2 separate regions of the Mus musculus genome follow, and region 2 is linked to region 1. The links are chromatin contacts, called in public promoter capture Hi-C maps. All regions are on one chromosome and are shown on one strand. Each heading gives the region's core, a stretch centred on a gene start, on an enhancer-like site or on the middle of the called end of the contact. The rest is flanking DNA. Distances are from core to core; before and after follow the strand shown. Region 1 overlaps Gdap2 (ganglioside-induced differentiation-associated-protein 2). Region 2 has its middle 23 kb from the start of Gm32471.

Region 1 (3,832 bases), core at 507-3,006:
CTTTGGATATATTCTGAAGTCCACTAAAAGCCCACGTGCATCTGCTAGCACCTTTTGGAAATGGGGATAGCAACATCACACCTACCTCATTGGACTGTTGCCTAACGTGTTGATAAGAATTCAGATAGGTAAACAATACAGAAGTTGTAGCTATTACCCACCTTGGTATCAAAAATACCACTAGCTACCAGAAATTTTGTTTTTTCCACTCTAACACACCCTTGCATAGTATTTTGTTAAGTGACTTAAACATAGGTGAGATAATAGTGGCTGTCTGCCTTAAAACAGTCAAAGCATATAACTAAAGCTGGTGGCTTTCATTCGCATACATGTCTATAATGCACTTATACTGTCTTCAGTCCCCATCATTTCTCTTAGTCTTCCTGTCCCATCCCCACGGTCTCTCTTCTTCCCAGGAAGCCACCTTCTATCCTAATGTCCTTTTTTCCCCTTCTATATACGGATTCTACAAATGTCAGAAAACAAGTAATGGTGAATTTTCTGTCTGGCTTATTTTCCTTACATCATAATCTCCATTTTCATCCATTTTCTGTAATTGGCATAATCTCATTCTTCTTGATAGCCAAAGAAAAAGTCCATTGTATATGTATAGACACACGCACTACTTAGACTGACTTCAACAGAATCCATATGGCAGTTATCAAGTGAAAATATCTTAGTTTCGAATTATTGGAAACAAATAAAAACAACTTTACAGTCTGTTAAGCTACTGTACCAAAGCATTCATTAGTGTGTCGAGTAATGCAGAAGCCTTTTTTCCAGACAGATATTTCCGTCATATTCTTCTCCCCTCCCAGATCACCCACCTGCCCAACCTTGCGCTCCTGCCTTCCTCCTTCATTCCCTCCCTCCCTCCCCCTCTGACATAAAAATTAAAGCAGGTGACAATCAAACAAAAATAACAAAACAAGAAGTGCACAAAGCTGTGGAGTCCATTTTGTGTTGGCCAGTTGCTCCTGGCATGGGGCCTGCGCTGGAGTGCCAGGCACCCAGTGACCTCCATTTCCCCTTCCCCAGCAGGTATGAACCGCACACAGCTCAGTCAGCAGTCAGAAGCACGCGTTGTCAGCATGCTGTACACGTAGGCGTCTATCACATGCTCTGTGAAACAGCCTCCTCTTAGAGCCCCGATGATGACACTGTTCTTTCTTTTTTATAAATGTTCCTTGTAATCTATGAAACTATTGTGCAACTCACTAATGAACTGCAAACTGCACTTTGTACAGTTTCAAATATTTTGAAATTACAGTTTTAACTAGCACAAAATTTCAAAATTGTTTCTATTCTTAATGATGGCTATTGGCTTAAATTATTTTTCTCTCCTATTAATCAGGTCTCAACATGGTTTTTCACCACCTTTTCTGTCTCAGGACTGAAGGACAAGATCCACCACGTAGACAGCCTGCAGCAGCTCTTCTCTGCCATATCACCAGAGCAGATAGACTTTCCTCCTTTTGTCCTTGAATATGACGCGAGGGTAAGTGCCTGTCCTCCTTTGCCTGGTGTAGTATGCAGGTGTGCCGCAGCAGCAGGTGTGAGCATATGGGTGTGTCACGGAGCGGCAGGTGTGAGCTTGTGTGTTTCATGCTACATGCCTACCATGAAGGCTGCTTCACAGAGCTTTTGTCTCATTACATGCAGATACACTCCCGTGTGTTCAGTATGCTGAGACAGCGTATGTGTCACACAACAGTCCCTGTGAGCATCTGTCTGTAAGCGTGCTGCAGAGCAACAGCCATGAGCTTTGGGATAATCATTTAGCATGTTCACCCAATAACCTTAGGAAACATCCTTGTCCCAGGAGGGTTTTCCCAAAATCAACACTTTAGCAAAAAAAAAAAAAAAAAAAAGAATTTCCCAGTCATGAATTTAGAACTGGTCCTTAGTCATGTGGACAGTTTTTGTCACATGGAAGACATTTCTTAAGATTGGAGGCTTCATAGCTATGTGAACAGCCAGACTGGCTGGTGTCCATTTGCAGCATTGTCATTAAGTCGGTAGCCTCTTCCCTGTTACAAGTCCCATTTTCTTAAGGCTTTAAGAATGTTTTTAATGTATCTCCCATGTTAGTGGTGTTATTCACAGGTATATTCATAGATCTGTTCTGAAGCATTAATCTCATGACTTCTCTTGAACATCACTGCAGTTCTTTTTTACTGTGTGTATTCACAGTGTCACATATATATATTTTAGTTGAGACTCTTTGCCAGAAGTTAACCAAGCACCTTGTCTAACTGCTGCTGATTCCATACCTTTGGCCATGACATACTGAGCTTTAAGTATTCTCCCCTAATTATTGTACATTTCCCTCTAAGGTTTCTCCAACTTCAGTGATGACGTCTGTTCCCCTATGTGGAAAGCAAAGTATTTACTGTGTCCTAATAGCTAATAAAATTCCACATTTGGCTGTTGTGCAGAAAGGATTTGGAGCAGCTGGATCATAGAACAAAGGTTATGCAGTGTATGGGATGGGAGAAAGCGCCATCCATCTGAATTTACTTGACTATGCTGAAGTAAGAACCAACCCCCTTATTTGCCTTTGAACTACACGTGCCATGCTTGAATTAATAGCAGGAAATGTAACAGGCACAAAAGAACATTTGATACCCAGAATTTGAATGACATTTCAAAGCTAATATCTAAATATATCATTTTTCTCTACAAATACAGAAAGATTACTCCACCAGACTCGCTTGCTTTTGCCTAAGTGTTTTTAGGTTTCTGTTGTTTTGAATATCAAAAAAACACATTGACAGGATCAGTAAAAAGAAAGTATAACTTCTAAACTAACCATTGACTCCTTAAACCATCTCTCTCTACCTATGGTAGAGTTTCCTAGGATGCAGATAGAATACTCTCTGTCTGTGAAGACAGGGACAGGAATAAAAGTGAGGAGTGGGGGATGAGGGGACGGTGTTTGGAGACAGGCAGAGAGCTTGTCATGACATACAGCCACTGTGCGTGCTGCATACATGACAGTCAGTAGAGTAGGGAGTGTTCTGCAAAGGAGCTGCCATTACCTCCAGTGCAGAGACCAGTGTGGAGAGAGCGAGAACATGATGAAGAGAGAGGCAAGTCTACAGAAAGGCTTCAGCCTCAGCTGAGACACCAGAGAGCAGCCATGTTGCTGAGGGGGGCTAGGCTTTGAAGATAGGAGCTGTGATCTTTGGAGACTAAGTAGCTATGGGAGATGAAGCAGAAAGCAATTGTTGTGATGGCTGGTGTTTCCATTGCCCCAGAGAAGCAATGCGATGTGAGGGAAAGTCTTGAGGAACTTGGAAACTCAGGTCATACGTTTGTGACACAGTAGTTTATGGGATGTGTAACTGAGATACCAGGAGGTGGTTGAATACTGATTTGTAATGAAAATGATACAGTAGTACAAAGGTGGCATACTTTATCATGCTTAGTTGTGTCTCACACTGGATTGCACAAAATAGGTCCTTTATTTGGTAAAGGGCTGAATTGGTGTTGATTTGTATCACATTTCAGTGGACTTGAAAAACAGTTTCTAAGACTTGTCATTTAGAAAGCCAACAGTTTCTTTGAAAAGTAGTTGAAAGATAATTTTTATCTAGATGGTAATAATACCAAGGCAACCTCCAGAGAAGAGCAAGTCAGCACTCTTACAAATAAACCCCGAGTATGCCATCTGACTGCTGAGGATTCGATAAATTGCTATGATTGTTTCCAGAAATAGAGAAGCTAGGCGATGGCTCAGCAGTCTCCTGTTGAGTGTGAAGTGCATATAGGAAGCTCTGTTTCATGCCACTGCATATCCGACATGTGCCTCTTAGTTTGCCACAAAAAT
Region 2 (3,943 bases), core at 513-3,012, 190 kb after region 1:
TTCCTTGACGATGTCACATATGGGCAGTTCTCTTGGAACCAATGTGTATGCTAGTACTATATAGCTTCTCTACACTAGTATATACTTGGGGACAGGAGATTGCCCTTCCATGTCTGAGAACTGTGCATTGAAATCTTAAAGGACAGTTTTCATCTTATCCATATTTCCCTATAATGCAGATAGCTGCAATTTTTGTATTGACGGGATACTTCCATTGGTTCATATGCATGCAGAAGGGAGGGTGAAGTTGCTAAGGATGTCTGCTCCAAGTGTTCTTAAAACTTACACACATACACACATACCTACATGCCACTTATGCCCGCAAACTCTCATGCATGAACACAAATGTACCCTATCTGTGACCCTCATCTCCACCTAACTCAGTCATTTTCTTTACTCTCCTGAGCCAAGACAAGGAACTCAGACATAAGGGAGGGAACTGGTCGACCTCCAGATTACTGAGCATCAACCTACTCCATCTTCATCCCAACTGCTTCCAAAGAAGTGTAGGGGAGGCTAAGACTGTGTTAAGGTCTTGGTCTTTGGGCTGACTGAGTCAACACGCTAGCTGATTCCCAGTCCCAGATTCCTGTTTCCACCCCTTCCTATACCAACTGTGCTGTTTGTCTACCCAGAGTTGGTGCTCCTCCAGTTAAAAGAGAAGATTGTCTGTCCCAAGGATGCCTGGAACTGTTACCCTAATGCACAACTCACAGTGGACAGAGAGCCCTCTTCCCAGTGGAGAAATGGTCAAATGACTGTCTGCTGTCACTGTCTGGGAGAGGCACTCACTCTCTTATTGAGCTCTGTTTCTTCCCAGCTGCTGCTTCTGTGGCCGTTCTCCTCCAGACATTTCCCTACTGCCCTTTCTATTCCCAACCTAGTTCACCACAAAAACTTTGTCTACAAGTCCAGGAAAAGAGGCAGAAGCTGCCAGCATCCTTCCCTCTGAGACTTTACAAATTTCTAGATACAAATAGATGCACCAGACTACACAAGGTGGTAGCAAAGACCCCAGTGCCAAAAGAAGCAAAGGGAGTGGTATCTAACACCCCAGCCTCTGGTGGCAAGCCCTAGAGCACAAATTCCCCTGAAAGAGCCACGCCCAAAAATCTATCCATGACCACAGCTTCTGTGCCTACAAGTACTTTTCAAGACCATGGGAGTTTCATGGGCTGGTGGCTTTCCAATCCCACACTCAGCATCTGCTCATTAAGTCTAATTAGTTAAAGACCTCAGAGCAGGTCACTCCCAGAGTCCACCTGACAGTGTTTAGGAAGCTATTGATTATTGCAGCAGAGACAAGGCAACACGACCCTTAGTCTCCTCAGGAAATAGAGGGAATGATCCTGTCCCACTCAGGAAATTAAAGGAAAAAAAAAAGTTCAAGAATGGGCAGTTGGGTTAAGTTACCAGATTTAGCAAATAAAAAAGCCGGGTGTCCAGTTAAATTTGAATTTCAGATAAACATGTACTTTTTTTGTATAAGAATATCCCATGTAGTATTTGGGCAGCCTGTGTTTAAGCTGGCAATGTCATTGAAGGGCTCTACCAGCTACTGTCACGCCCACTTAGTGCTCACTGAAGCCACAGAACCACATAAGTACCCCTGGCCAGCCTGGGATTTTTACCTCCCAGCCCAAGGGCCTGCAAGGTAGCCACAGGTTGTAGGAGAAGGCTTTGTGGATGTGAACCACCCAGCTGCAGGGGAAACCGGAGTAAACAGCCCAGGGCTGGATGAGAAGTGATCGTTTCCAGGAAGAGACTTGAGAAGAGAAGATGCAGGCTTCTGCTTTTACGAGGAGGGTCACGCCCAGTGTGCTTGCCTCTGGCTTTAACAGTTTGCATGTGTTTTTCTTGGAGGAACACTTTGGAAGCCTTGCTCTGTGGTGTGCATACTCACCCAAGGAATGAGAAGTGTTCTCGCTCCGGCACACATTTTATAGAGTGGTTTCATTCCTTTAAACTCCCAAAGTGTTTGTTTCCCCCCAGTGAAAGGGAAAGGAGGTGGGAGCTAGAGAGGAGACAGCCAGACCAGGAGTCCAGGAGGCTGCGGTCCAAATGGCCTCAGCTGCTGCTGCCTGGAAGGCAGATCACTCACAGGAAAGAGGCCATGGCCAGGGCAACCTCTCAGGAAGGGCCTCCCTGCATCCTCCATATGGCTCCTTAGGGATTTCCAATATTTTCAGACTAAATGACCTGGAAAGGAATGATAATAAAAACGTACCTTAAAGCTAATGGATCTCTTTCCTAGACATTATCTCACGAGGCCCTTCCAACCACCACGAGAGACAGGAAAGGCTTGCTTTCAAAAGGGCATATGCTGAGCTTTACCTGAAAGTGTTTTTATTAGGCATAATAAGATGAGTAAACAATTGCCAGGGAAGAAGTTTAGACTCAGAGATCTTTAGAAATGAAGGGCACAGAAATAGTGTTGGTCAGGAAGTGAAAGCTGGAGAGACTAGAGCAGGGGACTGGGGGGACAGAACCCTTGCTGGGTTTTCAGAAGGCAGGTGAGCTCGGTCAGGTGTGTTAAGGAAGCTTGGACTGGGTAGTTCGGATCATTTCAACTATCCTAAGCTGTAATGGGGTCTGTTTTCCAGCACCCAGCCCTGGCGGGCTTATGGTTGGTGTATATTGGCTTGGTGTGTGTGTGTGTGAGTTTGGTAAAGGAGGAGGTAGGAGACCTGAATTTGGGATTGGTTGGTTTTGCATATCAGAGGCAGGTTCTGAATACAGTCATGCTGTATTTAGGAAAGGCAGTGCCTTCAACTCAAGCCTCCGGATGCCATGGCATCAAGGATACAGGAAATAAGAAACTGCCTACTTCAGGAAGCTGGAGAGCCAGCGTGCCAAGAACACCAGGCATCCTGGAGGAATGCAGCTAAGACGCCAGCCCAGGAGCTCTAGCTCTGTGCTCTAGTCCAGAAATGATCCCAAGACTCTCTGAGGCTCTAGTGCTCCTCCAGGTGGCCTGACAAAGAGAATAGCCAACTCTCTGACTCTACCCAGGGACTGGAGGGGTCTCAAGATCACAGGATTGTCAGTGCTAATACCAGGTCAGCTCCAGGCATACTAAGATAGTTGGTCTCCCTTTTCAGGAGGCAGCAGAGGCTCTCTCCTTGACTTCTCTCCTTGCAGTGCTCCCTCTGACTCCAATCACCTAAGCAAGAGGGCCTGAGCCTGGAGCCCACAGAATTGGAAAGAAGGCAGGAGGAGAAGTGGGTTGAAGACCACCTAGTCTTTATTTCCAGGTCATTAATCAAGCTGACCTTTCATTTAAAGTCCTCCACTCTCCCAAGTGTCCTCTCCTCTGCTGTATTCACTTAATTTGAAAATTCCTTTCAGATTCCCTGACAGGAACCAGCATACACTTTTCCCAGGAACCACCCAGATATCCCCAAAACTGTTGTCCAAGTGCTCCCTCCCTATCAGTGTGGCTACTGCCACAGTTGGGCTAAACTTCTCGTGTTGATGTTGTACATTTAATTGCCCCCCTTCTTCCAGTAAAGAGGATGTTGGTGAGGATCATATCTTCGCGCAGTTATTAGATTAGCAAACACTGGTTATGTCCTGTGTGTCAGAGCTGAGACCTGCTATTTTGCATCTATTGTGATACGGTGGTGATGAACACAAGCCCATCCCTCTTTCAAAGGAGCTTGGGCTCTCTTACATTAGATAGGTCTTAACCGAAGAATCACACACACATAAGGATCTGGGAGATGGCCAGTGGGTAATGTGTCTGCCATGCAATCACAAAGACCTAAGTTTGTACCCACCAGAACCCACAGAAGAACCTAGATGTGACTGAGAGCATCTGTAAAGCTAACATAGAGGGGAGAGGGCAGGAAGTATTGACACAAGGATCCCTAGAGTTTGCTGGCCCACCAGACCAGTCAATCAGGGAGCCCTGGGTTCAGTGAGAGACACTGTCTGAAAAACT

The links. Capture Hi-C pulls out chosen DNA fragments and counts their contacts.
Region 2: a promoter capture Hi-C map of adipose tissue shows a contact between it and region 1. The contact joins two enhancer-like sites. A contact is called at or near these places in 1 of 15 datasets of contacts at CTCF or cohesin (the NIH/3T3 cell line), 4 of 484 Hi-C or Micro-C datasets (pancreatic cancer cells and uterus), 2 of 115 datasets of contacts at active chromatin or transcription factors (both in embryonic stem cells) and 2 of 9 other capture datasets (adipose tissue and embryonic stem cells).

The regions. Positions count from the first base shown.
Region 1 is chr3:100,200,620-100,204,451 of GRCm38.p6, forward strand. It overlaps Gdap2 (ganglioside-induced differentiation-associated-protein 2), which reads left to right. Exons shown (of 14, transcript NM_010269.3): 13 at 1,355-1,498. Among named protein-coding and RNA genes, the nearest start is that of Gdap2, 40 kb to the left of the region's middle. Within about 2 kb of position 1,757, at least 22 of the 459 cell types and tissues checked have an H3K27ac peak or open chromatin away from gene starts, as enhancers often do. A contact at or near this core is called in adipose tissue, where this site is marked.
Region 2 is chr3:100,393,334-100,397,276 of GRCm38.p6, forward strand. No RefSeq gene overlaps it. Among named protein-coding and RNA genes, the nearest start is that of Gm32471, 23 kb to the right of the region's middle. Within about 2 kb of position 1,763, at least 64 of the 459 cell types and tissues checked have an H3K27ac peak or open chromatin away from gene starts, as enhancers often do. A contact at or near this core is called in adipose tissue, where this site is marked.